Linked DNA regions of Muntiacus reevesi: region 2 is linked to region 1. Evidence: chromatin contacts called from public Hi-C data. All regions are on one chromosome and are shown on one strand. Each heading gives the region's core, a stretch centred on a gene start, on an enhancer-like site or on the middle of the called end of the contact. The rest is flanking DNA. Distances are from core to core; before and after follow the strand shown. Region 1 holds the start of FHIP1B (FHF complex subunit HOOK interacting protein 1B). Region 2 holds the start of TIMM10B (translocase of inner mitochondrial membrane 10B).

Region 1 (6,303 bases), core at 2,203-4,702:
GTTAGTCTGATGAGTACTCAATTAGGTAGGTACACAGCGAGTTATTGCAGTGCATAGGAAAGGTCCCAATTGAGACTGGGTTCTGTAGGATGAATAGCAGTTAGTTAAGTGTAGAGATGGAAGAGTGAAGAGTGCTACAGGCAAAGTGCAAAGAGCATGGAAAGGCACAGAGATTTCAAAAAGCATAGGTGACTAGGGGAACATCAATTGGTTTTTGTAGTGAATCTGAGAGGCTAGTGGTGAAAGATGAGGCTGAATGGTTGACAGATGACTGCTCAGGGAAAGCTTTGTCAGCCATGTTATAAAGCTAGCAGCTTATCTAAAGGCAATGGAGAATGCATGAAATGTTTTGCACAGTTAAATGATATGGCTAGATTTGTGTTTTCAGAGAGTGTCTTGGAAGAAACATCTATGGTCTACAACAGTATATTTTATTTTCTTGAAATATGTTTTTCCCATGACTTGTATTGATACCATAATTTCTTGGTTTTCTGTTTATTTCTTCTTAGTCTCTTTCATAAGCCCCTCTGCCTATCCCTCCTGTTTTGGTGTGCTTTTCCTGAACTCTGATGGACTTTCTTTCTATCCTCCCAGCTCTCTCTGGTCAATCTGGGTCGCCCACAGGATCTCATTTCCCATCTAATGACTCCCAGTAACTCTCTTTGAGCTCCAGACCTATCTATACCACTAAGTGTTCACAGGATGTCCCCACTCAGATATTGCACAGTCACCTGTAGCCCATTTGCTCTTTTAACTGAGCTCATTATCGTCCCTATCTGTTCTTTCTCTTATGATCCCTATCACTGGCCTTTCAGCCAAAACACTTAGCACCAGTATTGTTACTATTACAATTGTATAATATTGTGACAGTTTTAAAAAATGTTCAAAAATTCTTTGATTTTCCTTCCTTGTGACTGTTTTAGTCAATAGAGTAAAGCAGGAGTGATGTGTGGCTTCTGAGACTAGATCCTAAAAGGCCAAGCAGCTTCCTTCTGGTTTTCTTAGAACACTCACTGTCCAGAAGCTCTCTCAGGATGGTGCCTCTTACAACCTGGCTGCCATGTTGTGAGAAGCTCAAGCCACAGGAACAGTCATGTGCCTGTACTTTGACAGTTTCAGCTGAGCTCAGCCTTCAAGTTATTCCAGTTGTCTCAGGCATCAGACATGTGAGTGAAGAAGCCTCCAGATGATTTCAGTCACCAGCCTCAAGTCACCCCCAGATGTTTGAATTTTCTAGATGAGGTCCCAGACATCAGGGAACAGAGATAAGCCATTCTTGTCCTGTCTTATATGAATTCCCAGAATCTGTGAGCATAATAAAATGACCGTTATTTTACCCTACTAAGTTTGGGATGATTTGTTATATAGCATAGTAACCAGAGAACTTTCCTGGTGGCTCAGCGGCAAAGAATCCACCTGCAGTGCAGGAGTCCCAGGAGAGGAGGTTTGGTCCCTGGGCCAGGAAGATCCCCTGGAGGAGGGCATGACAACCCACTCCAGTGTTCTTGCCTGTAGAATCCCATGGACAGACGAGCCTGGCAGGCTACAGTTCATAGTGTTGCAAAGAGTCAGACATGACTGAAGTGACTTCTCATGCATTCAGCGCATAGTAACTAGACCATACATATAGAAAAGTACATACTTCCTAAATACACAGCTTGATGAATTCCATAGAGTGAACACAGTCAGGTAATAGGTACTCACATCAAGAGCCCCACTTTGCCCTCTTCTAGGCAGCACTTCTCCAACAGTGATCACTAGCTGACACTTAATCCTATCATTTAGTTTTTCCTGTGCTTGTATTTGCTTCCCAGGTAGCTCAGTGGTAAGGAATCTGCCTGCCAATGTAGGAGATGGGAATTGGATCCATGGGTTGGGAAGATCCCCTGGAGAAGGAAATGGCAAACCAGTCTAGTTTTTAATCTTTCCTCTTACTTTCTCTCATATTCATCCAAACATGAAGCCCTGGTGACCTAATAACCACATATCCATTTTTTCTACATCCTTACTATTCCAATTTGGATCTTATCAATCTGATCATAACATTTTTTTTTATAGTTCTCTATTATCCCAAGGATGAAAATCCAAACTCCTTAACATTGTCTACAAAGCTTTGTCCATGTCTTCAACCTCATCTCACAGTGTTTCCTCTGCATGTTCCCTAGGCTCCAGATAAGCTGTACTAATGACAGTTTTCAGAGTACCTCCCACATGTTGTCCATTCTTTCTTGCCTTGTTATGTGCTGATCCTTTTTGCTGAAACTTCCATTACTTTTTCTTTTGAACTAATTGTAGGCTTACAAAATTGCAAAAATAGGACAGAAAGTCCTTGTAAACTCCTTACTCGTGTTCCCCTGTTATCATCTTAACTAGAGCACAGTGATCAAATCCAGGGAATTAACATCGATACAATATTTGCAACTAAACTGCAGACCTTATCTGAAACTTTCATTTCTCAATGTTACTCTTGCTTGTTTCTAAAGACTGCTCAGACATTATCTTCTCCTAGACGGCTTTCCTAGGCCCGTTTGCTCTTCTTCCCCCTCATTCTCTGAACACGCATAACACTTGTTTTGTGTCAGGAGTGCTGCTCCTCGATGTGTGTTGTGTGAGGAGTACTGCTCCTCGATGGCAATTGCACTTGCAATTGTCTATAAAGGCTGAGATCCCGAAGGGCAGAGACTGGTTATAATTGATCTGGAATTCTGCCTGGAAAGGAGGCGCTTACTCCATGTTCCTTGAGAGACTGAAAACGATAGTGCCCAAGGTATCACAAGGTAGCAGGTGTTGGCGAGCCAACGAAGTGCGGTCATCTCCTGGGTCCTATCCAAGCCGTTCCCGCAGGTACTTCAAGAAATGAGCTAGACCACTCTCTGCCTGCCTTCTCTAAGGTTCTGCTTTTCCGCAGGTCCAGCTCACCTGCTAACTTCTTCCCTTAGACCTACCCCCCAACGTTAGCTCCACCCCCTCCACGCCCCCTCTTCCTCTGTAAGCGCCTTTAGGACCCGTGACCCCGCCCCTACCACGTTAGTCACTCTTTTATCCGAATCGCTGTCCTAAGCCCCGCCCCCCGGCCTTTCCCTGCCTCTTTTAGTCACGTCGCTCTTTAGGTCCCGCCTTCTGCCCTCTGGTTTGACCTTTCCTCCTCAGGCTCCGCCTCCACCCCGCGGGCCTCCTCCTCCCCAGAGGTCTTCCCCTGTGACACGCGGGAGTCCTTCAGAAGGGCGGGGTTTGCAAGTGCGAGGGGGCGGAACCTGGGGGGAAGAGGCGGTATTCCTTGCTCGGAATGCCGTCGGCGACCCCGCCCCTGCGCTCAGCCGTTGCCAGGAAACAAGCATCGACGCTCTGGCTTTGGCCCGGTCCAGCCAATGAGCTGGCACGCCGCTGCCCAGCGGTGCGTCGCTGGGCGGTTACGTGTGGTGCGCGGGGGCGCGAGTTGCGTGTGGCGCGGGGCGGGGCGCGGCTGGTGCGCCTGAGGAGTGATGGCGGCCTGAACTCACCTAGCACCGCGGTGGCGATCGGGCCTGGTCAGGGTCGGGGTTCTGTGAGTGAACACTAAGTAAGGGCCAGAGAGCCCGGAAAGGCGCGAGAGGGAATGAGGGACTGGGGAATGACGGCACCGGGTTTGGTGACTGCCCTCGTTGTGAGGGGACAGGGTGAGGGGCTGGAATGTGGTGAGGGGCCGGGTGTGAGTGTCTAAGGTAGGGGAGCAAGATTAGAGCCTCGGGTGAGTGGGCAAGTAAGGAGCTGGGTTGTATGAAGGGCCGGGATGCTTTCTGAGGGGCCAAGTGAAAGGGACTTGTGAACACGGTTTAGTGAGGAGCTGGGGCTCCTGTGGGCAGGAGTGAGGGACAGCCCTGGGACCAGAGTGAGGAGGGGTTGAGGCCTGTGCTGGGAGGGAGAATAGACAGGGGTAAGGCGGGAACATGCGGACAGCTGGTGAATCAGGAGGAAGCTGAGGGCAGGGCATGGAGGGAGGAACGAGGATTGTGAGACCTCGATAAAGATGAGAGGTCGGTTCTGAATGGAGTGTCCTGCCCAGAGAGAGCAATAGTTTTAGGTTGAGTAGGATAGCTTGGGTGGAAATGTTGTGCACTTCGCTCTTCTGCTTGATAGGCTGTACATATTTTGGAGGATCGAAACATGAAGGTGTCGTGGACAACAGTAACAATGGTAGTGAAAATCATTTTAGAGACTTACTGTTTAACAGAGTCATCATTGGAATTCCTCGTTTCCTCAAGTTATTCCTTGGGACTGCAGACTTGGTGATGTTCCCTGTCACAGAGATTTTTTTTGGCTATAACTGCCTGTGTTTGTTTCCTCTTCACCTGATTCTGGGCAGCCTTACTCCACTGCTGTTCCTTATCTGTGCTGAGCTGTGGGGCTTTGACGCTTGCCTTATATATTGGACTAGCTGCTTAAAGTTGCTAATTCTACTTTCATGAAAATAATATGGCTTGTTACATACAACGCTGTATTTAGACTTCCAAACAGGATGACGTACAGTTAAATTAAAACTAATTTATGTACAGTAAACTACTCATATTTAAAATGTACATGTTTGATGAGGGTTCTGACATATGTTTACATCTGTGAAACCATCACCATTTTCAAGATACTGAACATTTCTACCACCCTCAAAAGTTTTTCTCTTATCCCTTTGAAATCATTCCTCCCTTCACGACATGTTAATTGGTTCACTTTATTAGCATTTTACAGGTCCCATGTTCCCTGCCAACCCACATGCACATGGAAATTTTGAATGTTCTAGAAAGCTGGGTTGGCAGTCAGATAATTGCCACTTCCACACTATCAAAATTCCTTCTTTACTGACAGTCTGCCACAGAGCAGATACCTTCCCAACCTCAGGAAGAGGTACACCTTCCCTATACAGACCATTCTCTGAGAATTAGGAGCAGCCCAAGTCCCCATTCTATTGAAGAATTTGAGCCTCAGAAACAATGATTCTGTGGTATGTTTTCTTTGCTTCTCTCTGAAGACCTAGCAGATTTTCATGGTAGTGGGACCTTTGGCAATCTTACCTAGACAGAACCCTATGAAACGTACATGTATAATGAAAGAGTTTTAGGGCAGTGATTCATAAACGTTGGGTTAAAAACAGTGCTAGTCTATGGTAAAGTTTTCATCTGTTCAAGGTGGAAGGAGAGAAAGAAAACATATGGAACATGAGTTTTCCATAAAGATAAATTTATTCTTAGATTATCATTCCTAGTCTTCTGGTGTTAAAGTGCTTCCTCGCTGATGAAGTAATGGTGACAGTAAGTGATAGGTTTTAAAAAACTGATCTATTTGTCAAAATAGAAAGTAATGATCCTATTTTAAAAACTTTAAAATCTATTTCTACTGGTTCATGAAATTCAGAAATTTAGAGGGATGATGGTGTGGCTGCTGTATTATGTTGAGGAAGCATACTGCACTTGCTTCCTCAGAATTACTGTCTGATACGGATCTCAGGTTTTGCTGGAATTATATAGATTCCCTGTGAAGTATATAAGGGCAGGAATTCTCTTTTTATAGATGGAGAATCAAAACTGGGGAGCCAGAGAAAGTCTGGACTCCAGATTTGGTCTCATGAGAGTGACTTGGGGTGGAAAAAAGTTTGTAACAAAGAGTGAAGGTGATGTGGAATAAAAAGCATGTGATTTATAAGAAGGGTTGTGATACATGGAGGACATTATACTGGCAAAATATTTTTTTTATGATTTGTAGTTGTTCTGTTTCCAAGAGAGGTGAAAGAGACTTTGAGGGTGACATAGGTTTGAAGGTTTTGTTTAATAATGTGGCAAAAACAGGAACAGTTGTCCATAATACTTGGGTCACATTGTGATAATGGTAGGTCACTCAAGTCATATGTCAGAGGGTTCTTAGGGACTGTGCATTCTTGATTGTTCTGGAGAAAGCACTAGGTTGGTAAGCTTACTGTTTGCTATACTGAATCTCTGTTGAATTGTAGTGCTTTACGTGTAATGGGTTTTGCTTTATGATATACAGCTGAGTGATAGATCTGAGAAAATGAAACATAGATGAGGATGATGATGTAGAGATAGAAACATGTTTGGAATGCTGTGTGTAACCATTTAGTCCACCTCTGCTGTGTGCCAGCACTCTGCTAAGTGCTGGGAGGACAAATTCATTCATTTATGAATTCATTTATTCATTCAGTAGATACTTCAGCATATAGTCTGCCCTTGTGATGCTCACATTTTATGAGATAACAAGATGTCAATAAATAAGATGTGGTCCTCTGAAGTCTCAAGGAATTTTCAATCTCATTGGGAGAGG
Region 2 (7,055 bases), core at 3,094-5,593, 230 kb before region 1:
TAGGATTCAGGGCCCAGGCATTGGCACTGGCCTTGAGAGGGGATGCCTGTCCTGTTTAAATGGGAGGGAAAGAGGAAAATGGTGCAGATGGAGATGGCTGACCAAGTTATGAGTTGCAAGATGTTATCAGAGCTCCTAATTGATAGCTTCCATTTTTGCCTGTGAAATAAATATATGAGGTTACTTGCCGAAAGCGAACAGAATGGTGGAGATAAGAGGGTTAAGAATATTGGTTTGAAAGTCATTGCAGGGAACAGGAGAAATGACTGGAAAGATCTACTGGGATTACAGGGGCAGAGACTCCATTTGAAGTTAACCATGAGCTTTCCTGGTGGCTCAGACAGTAAGGAATCCACCTGCAGTGTGGGAGACCTGGGTTCAATCCCTGGGTTGGGAAGATCCCCTGTAGGAGGGCATGGCAACTCACTCCAGTATTCTTGCCTGGAGAATCCCCATGAACAGAGGAGTCTGGCAGGCCACCGTCCATGGGGTCACAAAGGGTTGGATGTGACTGAGCGACTAAGTACACACAGCACACATGGATTCAGTGATAATAATTTGCTCTATAGTGATTTCCTTGGGCAGTTTTTTTTTAAGACTCATTCTTTTGACATGAACATTATCTCTGCAGTTTGTCCCCAGTCTCTGTGTGTCTGCTCTTTAGTATGAAGACAGAATCCCCTATAGGTGGTAGGTAGCACAGCTGGGGTTGGAGTGTATGGGCAGGGGGTGGGGAGGGGTGACCCCTTCCCATAGCTTTTCATTTGGCTGAGCTGGGTCTCAGTTGCAGCACGCAGAATCTTAGATCTTTCTGTACTAGGTGGGATTTTTCAGCTGAGGCATGCAAACTCTCAGTTGTGGCATGCGGGATCTAGCTCTCCAACCAGGGACTGAACCCGGGCCACCTGAATCGGGAACATCAAGTCCTAGCCACCAGACCACCAGGGAAGTCCCCCTAGGTCAGTTTTTAGATGTGCAAAGGCAGGCACAAATGTTTCATTTTTATCAAAGTCCAACAGAGATGAAAGGAAATTCAGCTTATTCGAAAAGAATGACTAGAATGGGAAAAAAAATGGTAGAGGAATAGTTCATTAAACAAAGTGGAAGGAATAGTCAGTGAATACGATGCAATAGTGTTTTGAAGATGGAGCAGTTTAGGGTGGTGACAATGGCCAGCATATAACTAAGCGTGGCTAAGACAGAGCAGAAATCATTGGAGATTGGGCCAAGGAACTAAGAGATAGAAACACAGAATGGACTGTCTGTGTAACATTTAAAGTATCAAGGGATGGATAGGAAGATGATCTAACTAGAGGAAAGTAGGAGAGTGGCAGTTATTAAGGATAAGTTCTAAGAGAGGGTGGTAGAGTTGAATAGGCCCAAAGGAATTAAACTTGACAAATGAGCAGGCAGTTAAGTTCTAAAGCCACAATGGCAAGAATAACCCTGTCTCAAGTATGTTTGTGAAAAAATGATAAAGCTTTATCAATGTTTATCATTGTGTTGTGCTTGAAATGTCACATTGCTTTCATTATGCCAATGGCTAACACTTTTTATGCCAAGACCTGAGGGAGGCTTCAGTGACAATAGAAGATGGATAGTAGGAGTAAGGTTCTTTTCATAAGTACTGAACATATTTATACACAGAAGAGATTGAAAGGTTAAGGAACTAACTCATGGATCAGACTGAGAAACACTTATTTTTCCATGCCTAGGGAAAGGATGACTACAGATGAGCAAACAAATACCCACTTTGGAAGTTCGAAGAATATAGACTTGGTAATTCCTTGGTTGTCTAGTAGTTATGGTCAGGGGTTCACTGCCTGGTTAAGGAACTAAGAACCCAGCAAAGGACAAAAAGAGAACATAGGCTTTAAGAGTCAGATAGATCTGTGTTGTTAACCCTTCTCCAGCAATTACTCAATTATGTGACATGGGAACACATACAATTCACATCGGAAGTTTATTGCAACATTTATTACATAAGTGTTGATGTGGAAGAATCTTTCGACCATCACCACAGTACTCCAGGTCCCTGTTCCCATCTTTGGGACTTGGGAAATTCACAAGTGGTTTCACCTGCATGTATACTTTCCAAGATACTTAATTAGGCAAACATTAGGCCACTCAGTAGGAAAGTTCCCGGTCAACAACTTTTTTGTTAAGAAAGGTTCTTAATAAACCTGTACAAGATTTGTTCCAATAAAGAGAGCTACTTTTCTCCATAGGTAACTGTGTATAAGGTGGGCTTCTGGTACATAATGGATTCTTGCTTCCTCACCTGTTGAGTGAAGGTAATACCTACATCAGAACCTATACAAAATGGGTACTCAAAAGATATTTTGAAAGGCAGCCTGGTGGAGTAAAGAAAACATGGATTTTAAAGTCAGATCTGCATTTTCAGACATGGTCTGCTACTAGAGAAATTTCAACATCCTGATACGTACAGGGGTGAAAATATCTGCTTTGTGGGTGGTTGTACTTTTAAAAAAAATGGCTACCGTGGGAGCCAATGTCTAAGAACTACTTCCATTTTAAAAATAAAACATGGTCACCTGATATGGAGGAACAGAAGAAAAGTTAAAACAGCTAGAATGACACAAAAAGGACACAAGAATGGCACGAAAACTCAGTGATGGAGTGATAGGTCACTCAGATTGTTGAATACAGAAGTAAATTCCATGGAGGGCAATAATAAGGAAAGAGCAGAGGGGATGGCATTAGAAATCGCAGAACAGGCACAGTGGGAACAGGTAGGGGTGGAGGAAGAGATGGAATTAGGAGATTACAGGCAGGAAGTGAGACATAAGGTGACATTCAAGAAGTCCTGAAGATTTTACTTTCCTCCCTTTTCTTTCCATAAGCATCATTACCTACTTCTCCCTTAGGTTTTTATCCCTCAAGTCTGAGTGTATTGCAGAACATGGTTTCACAAGTTTTCCCCTTCCTGACTGCTTCTGAAGACAAGAACACAGATTTTCTTTATTTAAAGACTTAACTGCTCATCCTAAGAAGACAGAAAATATTAAGTGAGTAACATCTTGAGGAAGTGGTTGATGTTCCAGAACACCCCTGAATTCTTACAGGTTTCATCTCTGTCTGAGGCTACTGACTTCCCAGGAGGTAATGCCTAAAAGCCCTGTGGATTCTTAATCTGTTTTCCAAGATATCTCCAAGCGAGCCATTTCAGTCAGACAGATTTAAGGACAGCTAGATAGAGTTCCCATTTTCTATCATCGGGGCAACCAACTTGTTGCTATTGCCAGTCTTAAAATTGTACCCTCAGCTCTTGCTTTAACCAGATGCCTGGTTTTCCTTCTACATACAGAAGGCAATTTCTCTGCTTCCAGGGCTGAAGCACTAACTGACAGAACAATAAAGATGGTGCCAACAATAGGGGCAAAACTTCCTTGCCCAGAATATAAACCAAACAGAGGAAAAGTGGGTTTATTAGCTCCAGGAAAAGGAGCAACAGTACCCATCTCTCAGACAACTCCTCACTAGCTATACACAGGCTGCACCCAGCCCTAGGTCCACTGGCTCCTTCAATTCGAGGCTTCATCCAGCGCCTCCTTTCCCGAGGTTTGCGGATGGCGAGCTGCCGGATGGTGAGGTTTCGGGTTGTTCAGCAGCAGCATGTGGCACAGCTGAGGCAGCCTCGTAGTCTGCCATGCGGCGCTGTACCAGGGCAGGCATGAGCTGCACGTAGGCGGCCATGAGGCGGTGATTAGAATGGATCAGCTTCCCGGCACAGCTGTGCAGACAGGCCTCCTAGAAGGAAGACAGGATGGAAGCAGAAGTCAAAGGAGTCCTGTCAGGTCCTGCCGTAACGCCAGCCTAGGGGCGAGGGTCATAGAAAGGCCGGGGCCAGAGGTAGGGGAAGCGGCGAAAGACAGAAGCAGTATACTGTTAACTCTGAGGATCGAGGGTAATTCCCCTACTCAGTTCCCCACCTAACCTCCTCAGCATCCAGAGCTCGGTGGTGCAGGCTGGGCACGCAGCGCTGGAAGCAGAGTTCCGTCATCCGATTGTAGACCAAAAGGAAGTCCCGCAGCTGAGAGGAAGGGGGACAAGGAACTCAGCAAAGAGGGGCCACATTTTAATTCAAGGCCGCGCCGCCCGAGCTTTCCCAGGACCGCGCCCCACGGCCCGACTTTCCCAGCCCTCAGATGCTTGGCTATTTGGGGTTCCCGATATGCAAACAAGATGCTAGTTGAACGCATGCCCCTAAAGCGACTTAGCTCCCACTCACGTTTCTCAATTGCTGCTGCTGCTGCTGTTGTTGCTGCTCCATCACGCCACCAGCGTGAGCTCTAGGTTATTTCCTTTTCAGCCTCTCGGTAACGCCCCGGAAGTGACGTCTCGTAGCTCCCTAGGGACAGAAGGGTTGGCTCCAGGATCGCCCTGCCCCAGATGTTAACGTCACTTCCGCCCTCATAATCTGCGACGTGGCCGGCTTCTTCTGCCCGGGTGGGGACGTCACTTCCGCCGAGTCCCTGACCTGCTGCTAGGATCGCGACGGGAACTGGAGCCGGAGGTCCCCGCGCTGCCCGGGCCTGGCGCCCTGAGGGGAAGAGCGGCCCGGCCCGAGGTGAGAGGGACATGCATGGGCGAGTGCAAGTTGAATGCACGAACCTGACCAGAGGGCAAGATGCCTCTGAGCCCTGGGGAAGGATGAGGACACACCTGATGCCCAGGTGTATGGGGGGAGGGCGGAGACTTACACACCTGGAGAAACTAAACTGACTTTGGAAGGGATCACCTACCTATGTCCTGGGAAAAAAGAGGTTTTTCCCAGAGGTCAAGAACTTAGACCAACTGATTCAACTAAGGCCTCGGGGGGCAGGGCCCGAGGAAGATGAGGTGCATGGGATGGAGGAGGGGAAGACCACCTGCTGGAAAGGGGAAGAAACACGAAAGGAGCGTGAACAGCCAAACAGTGGTGAACATAACTGAATGGCAGTAGACACCTGAGCTCGGGGAAAGGGGTTAATCTCCTGATGGGGAGAAACACCTGCATGGGGATGAGCTTCTTGAGAACACAAACTTTCTCTCTCTTGTTCGCTGCTGTATCTCCATGGTCCGAGATAGTGTGTGACACATAGTAGGCACTCATTAAATGTATGTGGAGTGATTGAATGCGTGAATGATCAGCGGAGTTCTGGTAGGGTGAGGGGTTCATGGGGACGTGACCTCAGGTCAGGTACACTTGAGGCCTGGGTTTGCCTGTGTACAAATATGCACCTTGGAGGGAAGAAATACATAGAGTTTGGGGAAGAATGGTGGTCAAACCCCAGAATCCTGAAGCCCTGGGACAACCTCTTAAGTGGTAGGGGAGACCTTCCTCTTTGGAGTACTGGCCAGTTTCCAGAGTTGTCTGTGTTGGGCTTTGCAGGGCGCTGGGGTGGAGAACTTGACTCCAGTCCCTTCGCTCGCCATGACGGACGGGATCCTAGGGAAGGCAGCCACAATGGAGATCCCCATCCATGGGAACGGTGAAGCTGGGCAGCTTCCTGAGGATGATGGGCTGGAGCAGGTGCTTCTGTTTGATTCTTCATATTGTTTCAATTGAGGAATCTCAACTCATAAACCCTGAACTCTCACCTCTGTTCCAGTAACCTTCCCCTAACTTACCTAACTCCCTTCAGTCTTTTTACAAATCTTTGTTCTGATTTTGTGCAGACTTCCCTTGTGTGCTCTTTCTATGATGCTTCAATCCAAGCTTGTTTTCACCCCCAAAATGCTTCAGCTGCCCCTATGTTCCTGAAGCCCCCTCTTCTCTGGCCTATAGGACCTCCAGCAGGTGATGGTGTCAGGACCCAACCTCAATGAAACCAGCATTGTGTCTGGTGGCTATGGGGGCTCTGGTGATGGACTCATCCCCACAGGTATGAATGATCAGAACAGGACAGGGTGCTTGAGTGGAGATGGGGAGAAGGGATGGTTCCAGGGAGCATCAAAAGTTCAAAGTTCAAAGTGAAGTCGCTCAGTCGTGTTTGACTCTTTGAGACCCCGTGGATTGTAGCCTGCCAGGCTCCTCTGTCCATGGGATTTTCCAAGCTTGAATACTGGAGTGGGTTGCCATTTCCTTCTCCAGGGGATCTTCCTGACCCAGGGATCGAACCTAGGTCTCCTGCACTGCAGGCAGACTCTTTACCGTCTGAGCCACCAGGGAAGCCCTAGATTATGGGGGCATAGACTATGTCTAAGAAGGCTTGCATTTTGTTTGGAGATCCTTGGAACCTCTGCTAGTATGAGCCTAATGGAATCTCAGCCCAAAACCAGCTCCCAGAGTTGGCCTTCTGCTCCCACTTGCAGTTTAGCCCCACTTGTACCTTCCCCTGCTGTCAGTACCTAAGACAAGCAAAGAACTCTGTTTCACAGCTCTCCTTCCCCCTAACCTGCTCTAGAGACTGAATCTGATTTGGAACTTTGTGAGGCTTCTCAGAGCTTTAATTTGACTCTTAACGTTTAGAAGAACAAACAGTTGTGAATCTCACACTGACTAGAATCAACGTGGGAATTGTCAACCGGGTTTTCTGTTTGCCGGACTCACCATCCATGATCAGTCACCCATACTGGGCCTACTTCCTGCTGTTTCCTCTACCCCTGTACACATGCCACTCCCTCTTTCCCCCTTTTCCAACCCTCTCTTTAAGAAGAGGCCAACATGTATTGGGATTTGGGTCTCAGGGCACAATGTATAAGTTCCTCCTAGTGACCAAGAGAATCTAATTGTCTCTAGCTTCTGCTCCTTCAGGGAAGTCATTTTCATGTGCTGGGAGGGGAGTGTGGGGGGAACCACAGAGGTTTCTGATTGTATCTGAGAGAGACTGGTGTCAGAGAACTTGGTCCTTTAGGGTCTGGCCGCCATCCATCTCACAATGCTACTCCTGCTGGCCCTGGAGATGAGGTGGCTCGGGGCATCGCTGGAGAGAAGTTCGACATCGTCAAGAAATGGGGCATCAATACATACAAGGTGGGATTCAAGCACCTCTCCCTTCCCCCAAACTGCCCTGGGTACCTTTTCCCCATCTTCCAGATCCTAATATCCC

Evidence for each region. A called contact is a pair of places that touch in the nucleus more often than the background predicts.
Region 2: a contact with region 1 is called in a Hi-C map of blood, with 5 times the contacts expected there. The contact joins the promoter of TIMM10B here to the promoter of FHIP1B in region 1. A contact is called at or near these places in 2 of 3 Hi-C or Micro-C datasets (blood and muscle).

The regions. Positions count from the first base shown.
Region 1 is chr9:44,161,563-44,167,865 of mMunRee1.1, reverse strand. It overlaps FHIP1B (FHF complex subunit HOOK interacting protein 1B), which reads left to right and starts at 3,452. Exons shown (of 12, transcript XM_065943821.1): 1 at 3,452-3,544.
Region 2 is chr9:44,389,541-44,396,595 of mMunRee1.1, reverse strand. TIMM10B (translocase of inner mitochondrial membrane 10B) reads right to left here and starts at 4,343. Exons shown (of 3, transcript XM_065944622.1): 1 at 4,253-4,343; 2 at 3,959-4,054; 3 at 1,945-3,771. The coding sequence starts at 4,294. The coding sequence ends at 3,559. ARFIP2 (ADP ribosylation factor interacting protein 2) reads left to right here and starts at 4,458. Exons shown (of 8, transcript XM_065944621.1): 1 at 4,458-4,591; 2 at 5,396-5,536; 3 at 5,792-5,888; 4 at 6,861-6,979. The coding sequence starts at 5,438.